Linked DNA regions of Drosophila melanogaster: region 1 is linked to region 2. Evidence: chromatin contacts called from public HiChIP or PLAC-seq data. All regions are on one chromosome and are shown on one strand. The core of a region is the stretch at or near the end of the contact, and the rest is flanking DNA. Distances in the headings are between cores, read along the strand shown.

Region 1 (4,568 bases), core at 1,830-4,329, 74 kb after region 2:
CAATAACCATTTAAGGACACCCCATTGATACACCATGATCATTATGAACGTATTGTTAATGCATAATTCCACATACCTTTTTGTGTTGTCCTCGTCGTGGGCGGCCAGTGAGGCGGCTGATGATCGTGGTTGGCGCTCCACGGAGCCCTCGTGATCGGAGGACGGCTCCCGTTTGAAATGGGTGGGGGAATCCGGGCAGTTGAGGCCGGCGGAGATGGAACCGGAAACGGATCCAGCCGAATGTCCGGCGGTCACATCACAGGAGGAATTGGAGGCCAGGGACTTGTCCGATTTTTCACTGCCAGCATCGTTTTCTACGGAAGATGGTCAATAGAAGAAGAGGGCGGTGTGTTGGTTAAAAAGCATAGGGTGGCAATTTGGGCGTGGGCCAGGTGGTTTTTTTTTTTATCAATTTTCCAAAATACCTAGCTTTTGATATTAATTTCGTAATCAATATCTAATTGGAACAGGTGGTTTTCGGGTGTTGTATGTGTTTTGGAATGGATAATAAGTGGTGGGGAATTTATGGGGGATCTGTTAGCCATGCGTGGTGCGTGTCCTTGACCCTCGTAACTTACCTTTCATTGTCTCCACGTCGCCGCCGTGGCTGCTGCTGTTGCTATTGTTATTGTTGTTATTATTGTTGTTGTTATTGTTACACTTGGCATCACCGCCACCGCCGCCACACGCCTCCGACTCACTGCAAGCCGATCCAGATCCACCGCCTCCGCTCCCGTTGGCATTCGGACTGCCCTTCACCGCACCGCTGCCGCCACCAAGCTGCTGCTGATAGCGGATGCGGATCTTTCGCTCGCGTCGGAAGCGCTTCTGGTAAAGCACTAAAATTGAGAGAAAAAAGAAAAAAAAAATACTTATTAAACATGATTTTAAGCGCAAGTTAAAACAATGATAGCTTATATTTCCAAAAATACTTCAAAAATACGCAAGTATCGAATTGATTGCACTTCGCAGGATTGTATTTCTAAACAGATAGATTGCTATCACTGACCCACTGATCCCTGCGAAAGCACCACCATTCTGCACAAATCATGATGCGAACATTAACACAAAATTCCTTCCACGGAAATGTCAGGAGATAGGAGAAGAAAACAGAACAACAGCAAATACTGAGCCCAAATGAGCGATAGATAGATAGATCGTGCGGCGATCTCGTACTGGTAACTGGTAATTTGATCGATTCAAACGATTCTGGGTCTCCCCGGTTTTCTGGTTCTGGCTTACGATCGGGTTTTGGGCTTTGGTTGTGGCCTCCAGTTCTCTGGCTCGTTGCCTGTGCCAATTCAAGTGCGCATCCGGCCGTGTGTGTGGGCGCAATTATGTTTATTGATCCTGACTTGCAATCATTCCAGATCGCGGGCCATAGAAAAAGTGCACAGAAACAAATGAACGAGGCGGCACAACAGCTTTGTATTTTTTTTAGGGTTTTAAAGTAATTTTCAAATTATATTAAAAAAATTTAAATAAAAACAACCTATTTCAATCTTAAGTCTGTTATCTACAAAAAAAGAAAACATCAAGCTCCTGAAACAGCAAAAGTTTCAGAAAACTTCTGTATAAAGTTTGTCCATATAGTTCAATAATTTATTTAATTTTGATATGAATTTTTCGTTAGCACAGAACATTTTTGCCAGTGCACCTGATCGACTGCACCGATGCGGATGGATGCGATGAAGCGTGGTGACAGCCGTTTTGAGGGTGGAGCCACAAAATCAACCTCAAATCAAATCCAAAATCTGTTGCTGGCATATTGAATTTCAGCGAGGATCGGCTGATGGCATTGCCCTCCATCCGCAGCACCATTCCATTCCATATTCCATGCGATGCGATTCGATTCGATTTTGCGCCATTCCAAAACGCCAGCACCCACGCTCACCCACAGCAAATGGCCAATTGTTGCCATGTTCTGGAACTCGAAAAGTGGAAACTCAAGCCCGTACATGGCTGTGATTTTTATCGCCGGCGTTATTATTAGTTGCAATTAGATGTCTATGTATGCGTGTGTGGCATTTTGCATAGTTGCATGCAATTTTTTTTTCGGTTTTCGTTTGCTGATTTATGTGCGGCATTTCCCTCCATAATTTTCCCACAAAGTAAGGGGAAAGGCGGAGATTAAGTTATGGCCGGGTCGGTCAGTCGGTGGGCAATTATAGTCTGCCCTGGTTCCCTTTGTTTTCGCATTGTAATTCTGCTGTTTTCGTTTCTTTCTTGGTTTTTTCTCTGTTTTATTTTTTTTTTTTTTGAATTTTTGGGTGGAGCTCTGGTTTTTTTGGGTGGCGGTTTTTTTTTGGGCGGCTTCTAAATTTGAGGGTTGCAAACTTTAGTAGTTGTAAGCCTAATGAATTGCGATTATTGATTACAAAGTGGCCGCCGATATATGGATCAATTTTTAAAAAGTGCAATTGAAAAATTACTGAGTAAAATAGTTTTTGATTGGAACATTACATGAAATTACTTCAAACTAGTTAATTTTCCAATTTGCAAATCGAAAATTTTTCTTAAAGCCATAGTTATTATTTTTGTGTAGAACAACACATTATCAAATACCCTTTTCAATTCATATAAAGCTTCTTTAAGTTTTATGTTTGGTTAATTGGTTGAGTGGATTCTGTTTTCAGAACTTTTCTCTCAATTAGGCTTAGTTCTTTACCATCGCTGCCTTTTCGAAAGGTAATCAACCCTTAACCCCTGACAACCCTTTTAAGGTCTTTTCAAGAAGTCATCACAAGGAAACGCCAGAAGAACAACCAATTAAAGGATTTCTGTATGTGCAACTCGGATTCCACTTCCCAATCCCCATTCTCAACTCCAATTCGCTCCACATTTTTGTTTAGCTACTTTTTGCCAATCATTCGAGTGTAACTAAATAATGAAATGATATTAAATTCATTTGAATTGTGATTTCTGTTGAAAAAGGCCAAGAGACAGAACGGCAGCCTGAGCCCTAAAACCCTTTATATTTTTTTTTCTTTTTAGCCCGCAACCTGGCGACGACCACCAGAGTGGAGGGGTTAAGGGGGCCAACGAGGGGTTAAGAGGGGGGCATTCGCAGACAGTCGGCATATCAGGTGTCATTGTCATTTGAGTCAGATTGCATTAAGTGCGCCCGATTGGAGTCGGAATCGGCATAGGACGAGCGAAGGAGCTGGCCGTGATGTGAGTATGAATCTGAATCTGGAGCTAAATGTGGACATGGATGCGAATGTGGCGCACTGTCAGGACCGATTTGCTGCACCAACTGTGGATGGATCGCCACTCACAGTGAAATGACGCTAATGTGAACCGGTTTGCGGTTCAAGAAGATTTGAAGACGCAACTAGAAGATATCTATCAGAAATGGGAATACATATTCTAAAGCTTAGGGGGCGGAATTTTCATGAGTCTTATATAATTAATTAATTATATTAATTTATTTACTCACCTCTCAGTTTACGTTCATCAACCAGCTGGCGTTCCAACGAATCTTTCACTTCGCGTTCTCTTAAAACATCCATCTTGAGCTCAGCTAAAAGTATATTTGAACGGAGATTTTAAAAATTAGTAATGCTGGAAATTAAATCATTACTTTAAAAAACAAACTGCAATTTAAACTCGAAACATTTTTAATAATATACGTTTTCATGCAGTCATATATACTTTTTATCAAATGGAACTCCTACTAATATATATCTAGACTTCAAATCAAAGACTCACCCTTTTCGTAGCTGATTTGCCGCTCCTGCTGCCTGGCATTATCGGCGGCCACCTTGAGCAGGCTCTGAATATTCCTGAGCAGCGTTTCCGTGGAGCTGGCTGGCACGGCGGCATGGGCATCGATGCCCAAGGGGCCCAGGGCCAGACCTCCGGCCAGGGCGGCCGCATCGTTGGCGGCCAGGAGCGCCTCGTTGGGGGTGAGGGCACCACCGCCGCCGGTGGGCCCATTGGCCACCGCACCACCACCCACTGCCGCCCCGTTTGCCACAGCTGCAGCTGCGGCCAATTGGGAGTAGTTCAAGGCTCTTTGGTGCTGAAGCGCGGCTGCCGCTGCCTCCGCCGATGAGGGGGAGCCCCGCTGGTGTGGAGGCACCACACCCAGATGGGACAGACCCACCGTCTGGTGGTGGTGCGAGGCGGCATGCTGGTGGAGCTGGTGTGCGGCCGCTGCCGCTGCAGCCGCTGCAGCGGCCGCTGAGCCCGTGGACAGATTATCACGTTCCGTGTCACTCAAATCTGTCAGAAAAGACACGAATTCCGAACGAAGTCAGTCAGAAAATGTCACATTTATCGTTTATCGCTCACATTGTGCACTGCTGCTTATCGCACAAGTGGGATCGGATCAATGTAAAGTCCACTCACCTTCGTCATCTTTGGCCAGGCAGCGTTCATCGACTTCGGATTGGTTCTCGTCGCTCAGGTTCTCCTCTTCCTCCTCATCGTCCTCGACGCCGATTATGCCGCCGCCCACATGGGAGGCAACGCCACCTCCGACGCCACTGCGACTGCCCTCGTCCAGGCTGCGGGAGCCCCCTCTTGCCGGTGATCCTGCCACCGAGTGGCAATCGCTGCGCTCA
Region 2 (4,512 bases), core at 524-3,023:
GTGCGTCTGCTTTGATGACGATGATGAGCGTCAAACTTGATGGCGGAGTCACTCTGGCCGTGACCACATGTGACTCTCTGGCCTTTGTCAACAGTTGCCTTTTAATTTCACTTCATTTATATTAAAATAAAAAACGCGCTGGTCTAATTGCTGCTGGAAAATTTGTTTGCCAAGTGTCGGGGACACACCCACAAAGTCACCCCATGAACTGTCAAAATAACCCAGCGATTGTTGACATTTGTCTCATTTCCATTTCCTTTCCCATATCCTGCAGCAACATAACTTTCTTTTTTTTTTTTGGTAGCCCGATATAATGCGTAAGTAATGTGGCGTAAAATTAAAGCTCAATATGAATTTTCTCTAATAATTCTGCATAGTACATCTTAACGAATTTCTTAACAATATTAGTTTTCAACTATATGATTTTCTTTAAGCTACTTATGTTCTTATTGATTTTATTCTCCGTTGGGAACCTTTTTTCCCTTATAATTTATTATGCTTACTTTTTGTCCTCGCCCATAACTCGACTTAAATGTGGCATAAAATGACAGCATAAATACAAATTATCCATCCCAAAAAACGGAATAAAAATAAAACACTTGCAATGCCTAATGGCATTTATTAATCCAATTGCATTTGGCCAGTAACCTTGGGGGTCCAGAGACCAACAACATAATAACATTAACGACCACCATCGACAGCGGAGAAAGGCCAAACACTTTGCAAATCTAATGAGCCTCGACGGCATAAAAAAGACTCGCTCAGACGAAATTAAAAATAAAACGACAACGGACGAGGGGCGTAGAGCCCAGAAATTGACAGACCTCGTGGGTCATGAGCCACGACCGAATTCTCGGACTCCTTGGACCCAAAAAAAGTATATATATATTTATACCCAAGACGAGGGTGTAAAATCAAGAATTAAACCGTCTTAATGGTCTGCGTCTTTATGAACTCCGCACTGTCCTCGAAGCCGGCGAAGGGATGGCTCCTGCTCCCTGGGTCCCTGACCCATTATTTCCGACTCTAGTTTGGCATGTTCCTTGGGCATTCCGGCTGCTCCGAGATTTCGCCTTCTCGCCCAGCGTCTGGTTTAGTTAATTTTCATGTAAATTAAGCAATCAAATGTTGGCCCTAATGTTGTTCAATTAACGCTTTCCCGTGTCTTTAAATTAATTTCAATTTGCTGCCATTTTTGAAATTCCTTGGGCGATCTTTGGAATCCAGGAAACATCAGTTAAAAAAAAAACAAATAAATAAGACACTATTTGCACTACAAGCTTTTGAAAAAATACAATGCAAATCCAAAATACCAAAAGTAACTTTACTTATCCATTTAGAGCTGATAATGCCTTCATTTGTATGGTAATTTGCGCGTTAATGAAGCAATTAACGCTTTTGAGACGTTTATTTCAATTGCTATTTGAACTCTGACAATCAGATACACCTCCCAGAAACTAAGAAAGCCCCCCAACCGCCCCAACCGTTTGGGGCTTCTGTTTGGCGCTGCTGCAATTAACATATTTTCGCTTGGTACTGAACCAATACGGGTATTGTAATGCCCAACCAGAGGCATAGTCAAGTCGTGGGCCCACTTATCTGAACAATCAGTTTGCCAGTTGCTGTGTGTGTGTGTGAGCCCCAAAAAGAACCTCGGGCCAAGTAAAAACAAAAAACAAAAAAATAAGAAAATGAAAAAGGCTGGGCGTGGCCGGGCTACACAGGCGCACAGTGAGCTGGAGTAAGAAATTTGCAACTGCAGAAGCCAAGTGCAGTGGCTGCCACCGGGATCCCAGCTGCTCCACCCACCTTTTGTGCCTAGCACTATGCGCCCAGCCGTTGAAGGAGGCTAACTAAAAAATTTTCGGGTATCTAGTCGGGGGATCTGAGAAGTGGGCAGAGGCATACTGCCAGTTCCCCCCCCCCCCCCTCCATCCATCCAGACTTTTTTCCACTCCAGCTGTGCCAAGTTTGCATGCCAAAAAAAAGCGGCAAACAAGTTGGCTCAATGGCTCGGGCCCACTTGATTTACAACAGTCGCCACTTGGCCAAAGTGCTGAGTTATGGGCCCGATTTTTCGTGTGTGTGGGCGTCAATTACCAGCTCATAAATTGGCATCGATTTGGTAACTATTTCCCCTGCGCCGTCGTCTAATTGTTTATTAATCAACTCATTAATTAGTTGCTTTGGCTCTGCCATTTGTTATTTCAGTGTTTTTTTTGTTTTGGTTTGTGTGTGTTGATTTGTCCGTTCGCCTCGATAATTTTAATTAATTTGCGCAAAATGTATTTTCCCATTGCATTTTCGATTAGTTTTTCTGATTTGACCATACATATTTGCACAAACAATCAACAAAATAATTAAATGCATTCAAGCATTTTTAATTGTTATTTGCGCTAATTTCGATGCTTAGGCGTTCGTCGATTGGCGGCGAGTGGGCGTGGTCGCCAGTAAACAGCCTGCATTATTCATGTGTTTATGTCGTTGTTCTACGCCTGGCCCATTTGTCCTTTGGGCTATTTGTTAAAGCCGGCTAAGTGACTTGGCGGTTTGGGGAGCAGTCAATATTAGACGATCGAGGTAATGCGGAAATATTTGACTTGGGGGAGTTATTACCCGAAATTGACGTGAAGGTTGTGAAAGGAGTTTCGCTTAGCAAGAAACTAACTGACAACTTTAAAATTTAACTGATAAGTTACTTCTTTGCCATTGTATAGGCACTATAATAAAGCTTTAAAAATTAAGCATTATAATTATAAATAAAATTAGTTAAATTTGAGTTTAAAATTAAACTAAATGTTAACACAAAATATTAAAACATAAACATATGTTTAGGCTAAAAAAAATTAAGTTATTTATGCAGTGAGACGTCCACCATATATCCATTTAAGCATTTTTTCTCAAAGTTGCACAAATATTTGATTATCTGTCTAAGCAACAATTTTCCTGGCCAAACATAGCCATTGGATTCCAGATCACTTTTTTCCAGTTTTTCCAGCACGTCGACAACACTTGGTGACAACCCAATCTAGGCAGAAATATCTCTGTTTGGATACCCCACCCGCCCAAATTGCCGACCACTCTAGATCTGCAACTGCATATTTTGTTTGACATCATTGTTGCACATGCCACGTGCTGCAGTTGCACCTGCGCCTGCAAACTTTCGCAACATTGCGGAAAAACGCCCCAAAAAGGCGGCAACATGCAACAGTGGGGAATCGCAAAAAATGCAGCCAGCTGCATGTGCGTGCATAAATTTACAGCTGCCGTTGTTTCTGTTTGGTTGTTTCGTTGTTTGCCGTTGCTGTTTGCATCCAGCAATGAAGACATGACACCGACAAAGAACGAGGACACCTCCTGCAATTGCAATATTCCACTGGCCTTCAGCTGCACTCAGAATTCAGAGAATAAGAATTACATAAAAAAATTAATTTCAATTGCGGAAATGAGAAGGAATCTCATTTATATGAGGAAATTTTGTACTTAAAGATGCTAAGTTACATAAATATGAATTTATTTTATATACTGTTTTATTTTTATTACAAGTCGAAAATATTGTTTTAATATTTATCGAATACTATTATTTAATATTCAATCTAAATATTAAGGATAATTTTTATTTAGTTGATGTTCTGCGTGTTGTAATTTTACTATCCACATAATTAACAGCAGTGTTTTGGCAACTTGGCCATACACCCAAATAAATAACTCACGACAAATGTTGCTATTGTTGCCCGTGTTGCACGGTGTTTTCCCATTGTTTGATGGACAAAGCAGCGGCAACAATTATGCGGAGCATTTGGGCAAACCGAAAAGCTGAAAAGACCAACTAATGCAAACAATAGTTGAATGTTTGCCAGCCATTTCATAGTTCGCATATATGACAGACAGCCCGAAAGGAGCAAACACTGAGGGAAATAGAATCCGGTGGACTTGGTGGTGGCATTCCAGGGGGGGGAGGGTGGTAAACATCCTGGGCGACGGCAAAAAGGATATCGCGTGCGAACAAAAAATCACCATGTAAACACACATCGCACACAAAAGGCGCGATACTGGAGAAAGCTTTCAGGACTCTCGACTAACCATTTCCCCCCGCCCGCTCGTTTACAACCCACCATGGGCAAGGGGAAAGCTACATGTGTACAATAGTCGCCTTCGGGTTGCAGGATCCTGTTGTTCCTAAACTGTTTTGTTTTATTGTGATTTTTATGCCAGTCGTTTTGTTTTGGCATTTTTGGCAAATATTAGTTCCATACTCCTGTCATCGTCCGATGGCAAATGGAATGCTATTGTGTGTCGCTTGCTTTTCTTCGGGGTTAATAGCCATAATTTCAAAAAGAGACATACCCAAATGTTTTAGGGTTATAGTTGCACTGAAATAAATAAGTTCGTATTCTTCAATATCTTTATTTCATAAGTTTATTGATACAGTAATATTTCCAACTTTTCGATTTTATAGTCTTACAATCAGCAAACATAAAATTATAGTCTTTAATGATAGCAACTATTTCA

Evidence for each region. HiChIP or PLAC-seq counts read pairs in DNA pulled down with a chosen protein or histone mark.
Region 1: a contact with region 2 is called in an H3K27ac HiChIP or PLAC-seq map of the Kc167 cell line, with 4 times the contacts expected there. The contact joins two enhancer-like sites. A contact is called at or near these places in 1 of 1 datasets of contacts at CTCF or cohesin (the Kc167 cell line), 25 of 107 Hi-C or Micro-C datasets (the Clone 8 cell line, the Kc167 cell line, the ML-DmBG3-c2 cell line and 10 more) and 2 of 6 datasets of contacts at active chromatin or transcription factors (both in the Kc167 cell line).

Annotation. Positions count from the first base shown.
Region 1 is chr2L:16,468,417-16,472,984 of dm6, forward strand. It overlaps dac (dachshund), which reads right to left. Exons shown (of 12, transcript NM_165162.3): 6 at 4,354-4,568; 7 at 3,712-4,227; 8 at 3,440-3,523; 9 at 579-839; 10 at 77-314. Among named protein-coding and RNA genes, the nearest start is that of dac, 15 kb to the right of the region's middle. Within about 2 kb of position 3,080, at least 11 of the 39 cell types and tissues checked have an H3K27ac peak or open chromatin away from gene starts, as enhancers often do.
Region 2 is chr2L:16,395,783-16,400,294 of dm6, forward strand. CG5888 reads right to left here. Exons shown (of 4, transcript NM_135950.3): 4 at 4,393-4,512. Among named protein-coding and RNA genes, the nearest start is that of jhamt, 32 kb to the left of the region's middle. Within about 2 kb of position 1,774, at least 7 of the 39 cell types and tissues checked have an H3K27ac peak or open chromatin away from gene starts, as enhancers often do.